2 separate regions of the Zea mays genome follow, and region 2 is linked to region 1. Evidence: chromatin contacts called from public Hi-C data. All regions are on one chromosome and are shown on one strand. Each heading gives the region's core, a stretch centred on a gene start, on an enhancer-like site or on the middle of the called end of the contact. The rest is flanking DNA. Distances are from core to core; before and after follow the strand shown.

The links. Hi-C and Micro-C count contacts between places; a contact is called where the count stands out from the background.
Region 2: a Hi-C map of ear shows a contact between it and region 1, with 2.9 times the contacts expected there. The contact joins the promoter of LOC103635205 here to the enhancer-like site in region 1. A contact is called at or near these places in 5 of 25 Hi-C or Micro-C datasets (bundle sheath, ear, endosperm and 1 more).

Annotation. Positions count from the first base shown.
Region 1 is chr8:54,179,456-54,183,858 of Zm-B73-REFERENCE-NAM-5.0, reverse strand. No RefSeq gene overlaps it. Among protein-coding and RNA genes, the nearest start is that of LOC100284736, 110 kb to the left of the region's middle. Within about 2 kb of position 2,523, at least 17 of the 20 cell types and tissues checked have an H3K27ac peak or open chromatin away from gene starts, as enhancers often do. A contact at or near this core is called in bundle sheath, ear and tassel, where this site is marked.
Region 2 is chr8:54,521,039-54,525,441 of Zm-B73-REFERENCE-NAM-5.0, reverse strand. It overlaps LOC103635205 (probable chromatin-remodeling complex ATPase chain), which reads right to left and starts at 2,675. Exons shown (of 25, transcript XM_008657719.3): 1 at 2,197-2,675; 2 at 1,693-1,809; 3 at 1,484-1,587; 4 at 861-973; 5 at 168-265; 6 at 1-70. The coding sequence starts at 2,523.

The sequences.
Region 1 (4,403 bases), core at 1,274-3,773:
AGGGCGCCAAAACCTCTCCGACAGCCACGTCGACCTGTACATAGGACTTTGGGTTCCCTCTGCTAGACACGTTAGCACATTGCTACACCCCCCATTGTACACCTGGGCCTTCTCCTTACAACTATAAAAGGAAGGTCCAGGGCCCTCGTATGAGAGGGTGGCCACGCGGGAGAACGGGCTGACGCACGAGGCTCTCGCTCTCTCTCTCTCTCCCTCGCGAACGCTTGTAACTCCCTACTGCAAGCGCATCCGCCCTGGGCGCAGGACAACACGAGGCCACGGTTTCCCCTTGCTGTTTTCCCCTTGTGATCCATCTCGCACCAACCCATCTGGGCTGGGACACGCAGCGACAATTTACTCGTCGGTCCAGGGACCCCCCCCCCGGGGTCAAAACGCCGTCATCATGCTACCCAGTTGCCAAGGGGTCTAGAAGTCCCATTCATCTCTACCGAGGAGACAAGGCAGGGTAACACTACGAGGCCTTCACAAAGTTCCACTAGCTTCATAAAACCCGCTACGGTTTCTGAGGAGAGCGATCGCAACACAATCAACCCGAGAACCTCCCTACACCAACAACTCCCCTACCGCCCTAGCCCCTTTCGGGTAAGGTAGACCTCCACCAACTTTCCTAATTAGTCAGCCAAGGCGTCCCATTCCACCCTTGTGGTGGCACGTTTATCTCAAGTTAAGCTATATGTTCCAATTAACACAATAGTCTTATCATGAATAGAATAAAACAACAATAATAAAGCATGATCATAAATAATAATTATCTTAATACCCAAAACCACATATAGTAATAGCAAATAGTACCCAAAAAGTTCAGTGGTAAACAAGGTATAAAGATGACCAAACTAGGGTGACCTATTGGATCCCATCAAAATTAAGCCTAAGCATGCCAAATTGATTATAGAGAACATTATTGGGTAAATAAAAGTGGTCAAGGGCACAACTTGCCTTCAATGAGCTCTTGCTCAGTATTTTCCACCTGTTGAGTACCGGGCTCCTCAATTGCTTGCTCGTCTACTCGCAACAATACAAACAGACATGGCGAGGAGAAATTAACATCACACCAAACATCAGAACATGATGCATGATAATATTCTACGCATCATAATGAGATCCTAGGTTCAAGAACCACTAAATTCGGAGTTACGGTTTAAGAGTTATGATTTTCTGAATATTTAGGTGCTAAATATAAAACAAAATGAGTGCTTGATTTAATCTCTATGTTACATGGTAAAATAAGGTTACTAACTGATAGACAATATTAATATGAGTCTAATGCAACTGGAATGGATCAATTTGGCGCTAAATTAAAGAAGTTATGAATTTCCTAAAGTTGGTGAATAAATTTTATGCTAAAAATCAATTTCTTTAATTTATTTATTGCTTCCTCAAAGCATTGGGTGGCGGGCACTATTCCTAGAAAATCCAGGTGTTGGTTTATAAGAACTAAGACTTCTTGGTAATGATTCTAAGACAACCGTGGATGGCGGGTTAGTTTGTATCTTCCCCGAGGGCTCATACGCAAAACTCTCACGGCCCAAGGCATCCCCTAATCACAGCCATCCGATCACCCACCAATGACTCAGATTAGATAGAATCCCAAACGAACCGATACACAAAACTGACCGTCGGATCCGAGATCTAAGATGGGGCTTTTAAGTAACAGAAACCGCTCCTGGACCGACCGATCGGAGATCGACAGCAACGATTTAAAACACTAGCGACCCATTATTGGCCGAGGATCACCAGATCAATGGCCATGTCTCGGGCGAAAGAAAGGGTAAGGCTACGCTAATCTTAGCCGTAAATAAAGGATCCACGGTACCTGGCTCACCCCTCACCTCCACCCGATCGGACGATGAGAACATGGCCCCGCGGCGGCGCTACCACTGGCGCACGGCATGCCCGGCACACGGCGCACGATTCTAATTTATTCTAAGCGCTAATTGAAGCCTAGACAATATCGGATCCGAGAAGGAGGTCCTCACCCGTGATTGAAGCGAAGTCGAGTTGCCCAACGGCGCGAGGCGGCTCCACGACGATGAACAACTCCGGCGAGAAATTGTTGTTTATCTAGGCCCTCCCACGGTGAGGGGCTCCAACGCGCTTCTTCCCCCGCTCCCTACGCTCCCTCTTTGGTCTGGTTCGCAGGGTCAAATCGGCGGTCGGATGGAATTTCTCTCACGGCGGCGCTCTGCTCTCCTTTCCTCTTTTTTTGGCGCGCACAACCGGGAACAACGATCCTACGCAGGTGCCTGGGTCACGGTCTTAAAGGACGGGTCATCGAGCCACCAGCTGGTGGAGCGGTTAGTTGAAACTGCCATCGAGATTCCTGGGATTGGATCAGGCTGAGCTTCGCCGCGCGCAAGGTTTCCGTCGGGATTACACCGTGCAGTGACTGGCAGCAGGGGCCCGAAGATCAGCGTTGGCGCGAGAACGCGAGTGGCTACAGTAGGGCCCACCGGTCGGAATCAGAGGCGATGAGGCGCACGCGATATGGTCACTGGCAAGTGGTGCTGGCACCCCGGTGAGGGAATCTGCCCAGTGGTGCGCGCGACAGCCGCGGACAGGCATGGCCCGCCTGTCGGCGCGACACACAGCCCAGTTGGGCCGAGTTGCTGAAAAGCGATGGTGGGCCAAATTCAGGATGTTGGCCCAGCCGGGGTTTTCTTTTGTTTTTCTTATTTTAGTATGAATGTCTTTCTCCATTTCAAATTCTAGTCTTTGAATTTCAAATTTGTTTGTAAGTCTCATACCTAGATTAAATGCACAAATAGAAATACTAGCACGAGGAATCATTTTTCCTATACCACACATTTTTCTTTATAGTTTATTGTTTTTTTCCTTTTTCTCTTCTCTTCTTTTCTATTTCATTCTCAAATTCTCGATTTCAATTTAGATTAAACTCAAATTTCAACATTAGTATATTTTTATTTTTATTATTTTTATTATTAAGTGCACAAACAAATAACCTCCAGATTATTTATGTTTCATTAGTTAATTTATTCACTTTAAATATGATTATGCATATGTTCTAATGAATAGAGGGCAATACATATAAGGAGATTAAGTCTTCTCTTTTACTATCTACAAGTTGGGTATTACAAATCCTATCCCCCTTAAAAATAATCTCGACCTCGAGATTACTACATGCTAGGAAAGAGGTGGGGAAACTCTACTTGTAATTCTTCTTCCCTCTCCCAAGTAGCTTCATCTACCCCATGATGACTCCATTGCACTTTGCACATTTTGATCACTTTGTTTCGCATAACCCGATTCAAGGTGTCAATGATCTTCATAGGATGCTCAGTGTAGGTTAGATCACCCTGCACACTAATTTCTTCCATAGGCAAATGTTCCTCTGGAACCCGGAGACACTTCTTAAGTTGAGATATGTGAAACACATCATGGACATCAGATAGATGGTCTGGTAGCTCAAGCTGGTAGGCCATCTCTCCAACTCGCTTAAGGATTTTGAAGGGTCCAATAAAGCGAGGGGATAGCTTACCTTTAACTTTAAATCTCCTCATACCACAAATTGGTGACACCTTTAGGTATACGTGATCACCCTCTTCGAATTCCAGTGGTCTTCTTCGATTATCAGCATAACTCTTCTGTCAGGTTTGTGCTATCCTCAATTTCTCCCTGATCATCCGAACTTGTTCCTCTACGTCTTGAATAATTTCTGGCCCGAAGAACTGCCTCTCACCAGTCTGATCCCAATACAGAGGGGTTCTACACTTTTTGCCATATAAAGCTTCAATGGAGACATCTACAGACTGGCCTGATAACTATTATTGTAAGAGAACTCTGCATATGGCAGACTCTTGTCCTAACTACCTCCACGCTTAAGGGCACAAGCTCTTAACATATCCTCAAGCACTTGGTTGGTTCTCTCAGTCTAGCCATCAGTTTGGGGATGATAAGCCGAGATGAAATTCAACTTTGTATCCATGTTCTCATGGAGACTCTTCCAAAACCTTGAGGTAAACTGAGATCCTCGATCAGAAACAATCTTCTTAGGTACCCCATGTAAGCACACAATTCAAGACATATATAACTCTGCCAACTGGGAACCCTTGTAAGTACTCTTGACCGGGATAATGTGAGCCACTTTGGTTAATCTATCCACGATCACCCATATGGAATCATAACCTTTCGGGGTGCGAGGCAACCTGACAATGAAGTCCATACCAATTTCTTCCCACTTCCTTTCGGGCACCTTTAACGGGTGTAGCAGTCCAGCTGGCCTCTGATGTTCAGCTTTGACTCTAACATACATCACATACAGCCACTTGTGCAGCTACATCTCTTTTCAGCCCATACCGCCAGTACTTCTGCTTTAGATCTTGATACATCTTGGTACTACCAGGATGAATAGAATAGTCTGAGTC
Region 2 (4,403 bases), core at 1,426-3,925, 340 kb before region 1:
GACCAGTTATACCTCTGAACTCATGCAGATAGCCCAGCAATGAAATAGTTTGAAGTGTTTTCCCAAGTCCCTAAATTATAAAAAAGTATGCATTCAAAGCCAAAGTGCCAAACAAAACAAAATAGAGTAGAAGATCATCTTAATCAAGATTAACACATGTAGCATACCATCTCATCAGCTAATATCCCATTGATACCATTCTCATACAATCGTATAAGCCAATTAAGTCCAGCTAATTGATAATCACGCATCTTTCCCTTGATGCCTGCAAAGATTCAAACATTTAATAAAAATTTACATAAAGCAATGAACAAAGAATACAAGGCCCAAGAAAACTAAAACCTTATTGATTGGTTTCCATGAGAATGCACATACAATTCTTTTATCAGCAAATTGGAAGTAGTTAGGCAACCTTTTATGGAACAAAGGTGTCATCAGAAATGAAAACAGGATACAACATTGATTGCATAAATAGATGTTCCTTCTATATGAGAAGAATCAACAAGCAAATGCACCATGGCATTTACTGAATAGTAGTTATTTGGCAAAATAGGTTAAATATGAACAGTCAGTTATGGCCTTATGGGATAATGTTGGTTCAATTTGCACCACACAAATTAGTATACTTAATAATATTGGTTCGGTTTGCACCTCAACCGAAGCACTTTTTAAATTTTAAAGTCAGTGCGAGACTCAATTTACCTAGGTTCACTTTGCCTTATAAACAGCGTCAAAATAATTTTATGGCAACAGAGAAAAATATCTATTTAACAAGTAATTCTTCCATCGACTTGATGTAGGTTATTAAAGCAAGGAAATAACATATGTCAAGGTAGTAACAAAGCCAGCAAAGGGCTCACATGAAGGCTGTGAAACTAAACGTGTTCCCCCTGCACCAGCAAGGGCATCTTCTTCCTCTTTGAGGTATTCTTCATCTTCCTCTTCTTCAGTCATCTTTGATGCATGGCGTCCCCTACAAATGGACTCAACTCATCAACAAATAAATTACTTAACAAGTTAACGTAGATGTAGACAGAAAAGAACCTCGAATTTCATTGAGCTATGTCTTATGGTTCTGCATACAAAACAGTGAGCAGTACTACATAATATAAAGATAGTGAATATTACAAGATTAAATATTCAAATTAACAACTTCAATCTAAACTACAGGAACAGATGTAGAAGGTGCAACAGATGTCACCTCAATACAATACTGACAATTTCAGGAAAATAATAACAATATGAAAGATACACCTACGGGCTTGAGCAGAGAAGGTTGATTGTATTGTGTGTTGATTCATGTGCAAAGGTACATCATCAGTTAGAAGTGATGATGTGGTCATGATTGAAAGCTGAGAGCATCCTTCATAGTATTTTTAAACTTCAAAAGTGCTATGCCGAATGAAGTGCCAGCAATGTCCACTAAACTTAGAAGATAATTCGTAATTTCATATAGTCATGGCACAAACAAGACCAATGTTACCTCCCGCGTGGCTTTTTCTCGTTGGACTGACTTCCTTTTGCAAAGTGAGCAAATATTTCTGTCTGCTGAAGAAGGTACTTCAACCGTCCCTTCCCTTTATTGTTCTGTTGAGAAATATAAGATCAAGACAACATATATTAAGCCTAAATGGTTAATCCTGTGCAAACCATGCAATTGTACATGAGGATCCATTTAAAGACAGTATATACCATGTCAGCATCAATGGCGGCATTTTGAGTATCTAATATTTCTTGGATTTTATGTTTCTTCATCTTCTGGAGTTCTTTTAGCCTTGCTTTCTCTCGCTTCCCAACCACTGCATCAGTCTGCGGCAGACATGGTTAGGGCAAAGAAATGTAAAACTTTCACTACTTAAGTGTAGGGCATGACACAACAAAGGGTCCCCTCAACACATTAAACTCAGAACTAGAGATATATTATTTACCAATATTACTATTATCTTTGCATTATGGAAGAACCAGACAACAACAGCTTATGCCACAGCTCTGAGAAAAAATAAAAGCAGAAGTGCTTGCAACAATAACAAAACTAACAAATTAACAGAGACTATATCTAGCAATGACTGTAAAGCAGATTATTCTGAAACTATCTGGTCGGGAAAAAATTCAAATATTAGTATATTTCCAAAGCCCTCTTTAAATCAAATCCCTAAAAACGCGATTAAAACACTCAAACCCTAACCTCCCGCTCACCTCGTCGTCATCGTCCTTGTCCCTCGCGACGGGCTCGTCGTCCTCGGTGGACTGGGACTCGTCGTCGCCTTCAGCGGCGGTAACGGCACCGGCGTCCTCCTCGTCCTCAGCTCCAGCGCCGGTAGTGACGGCTTCGATCTCTTCCTCGTCGACCTCCTCCTCCTGCTGCCCCTCGCCCTCAGCTTCCTCCGCGGGCGGCGCCGCAGCATCCTCGTCGTCGTCATCCCCTTCCTCGCCAGATACGGAGCCGGCGGCGTCGGACTGGTCCTCCTCCTCGGCGGAGGACGAGATCTCCTCCTCATCGTCGTACTTCATCGGCTTCGCCATTGGGGCGGGCGGTGGCGGGAGAGGAAAGGTAGGGTTAGGGTTCCAGGGCGGGGCGTTTTGGACTTCGAGAGACGCAGCCTCGCAGGGGATTTAAGACTAAAATCAATTTGGGGGCAAATGGAGTGGCATATTTTATATTTGGCGCCCTGTACGAGAATTTTATGTTGTTTGCAGTTTTGAACCTAAAGTTTTATGTATTTCTGGTTAGTCCCTCCAGCATAAAAGCACCTTCAACAACGTGATCTATAAAAATGTTTATGATTTAAAATTTAATATGTTTTATAGAATTTATGGCACCAACAAACATTCCGCTTAAACAGTAAAACTCCAAATCTAGATTATAGAGCAGTATACTACGGTGTAGTATATTTGAGGCACTTGAGAAGGTGCCATATAATTTTTTGACTAAATTTTATGAAATGTGATACTGTTGGAGTCGTTTTTCCAGCATAGAGCCTCATATTTCAATTTTAGTCACCAATTTGAGGTATTGTTAGATATGCTCTAAAGGTCTAATGGATTTTCCGCAAATCTCTATCTCTACTCTACTATTATTAATGTGCACGTACGTTGTCACGGAAGTTAAAAATTAGTATAAATCATAGACACAGAATGACAAACATCACTATAATATATAAAAACCGTGTAACAAAATATCATCGTAACACTAATACTATATTAACGATATAGATATTTAATATTATATTATAAATAAGATGACTCAAATATAATGAACTGATGTCGAACAGACATTATAATATTACACAAATTATTTCTTAATAGAGTAGTATGGATTACATGGCATGAATCAGACAAATTACATGGTTAGAAACAATACTCAGTCAATAATGTTAGTGCCCTTATATTTATTTGTTTTTATGTTTAATGGTACAACCGGAGAAGCATAAAAGAAGAGGTTGGGTCATGATCCAACATACTAAAATACTCGTTTGCACGTTTACACATAATGCCTGATTACACATTAGTCGTGGCCTGATTGTACCTTACACAAATATACAAATGTTATATTCATCAACAATTGTTTGTATCAGATACTGCATCATATAATTTCACAAATCATATGAAACCCAAAGTTAACTACCTTACAAAAAAAATTATATTACTAATGTCTATCAAGAAAAAAAAAGAACTAATGGCCCAATATAGAACCGTACAAGTAAAAAACTCTACAAGAATCACAGGAAGGAAGAATTGAACAAAGGAAGAGAAGAAAATCATATGGTGAAGGGGAACAAAATGAATACAGCAGGATCAGTTCCTCCCATAATACAGATCGCTGCTTAAAGCTTGAACCCCACATCACTTCGCATCCCAGGAAATAGTCTGATGTCCTACGAGTAATTACGTCTCGCTCTCCCCTTCTTGGGGCTGGCTCAAATTGTAGAATCACATCACCAGAACCCATAATATGCCATCGTCATACGTCATTTTTTTACAAATAACCCCTCACAGCTATTTTAAATTAATCTGTTGTACGTCTATAGATGTCAAACGACGTCCGACACGGGCTAGATGCACGCGGACCACAACTATGGCACAGGCACGCGGACCACAACTATGGCACAGGCACGTCATACCGGCCGGTGTCGGGCCAGCCCGTTAGCCCGTCGATCCATTTAATTAAATCAGCGTAATGACGCCCGACACGGGCTAGATGCACGCGGGCCATAGTTGGCACAGGCATGCACGCGAGCCATAGTTGGCACAGGCACGTCATGCCGGCCTGCTAACTGTGTCGGGCCAGCCCGCTAGCCCGTCGATCCATTTAATTAAATCAGCGTAAAACGTTAAAAAATGGTGCAAGAGGTGGGGTTCGAACCCATGCCCTGATGGAAGAAGGGCGGGAGATACTGGGTGAA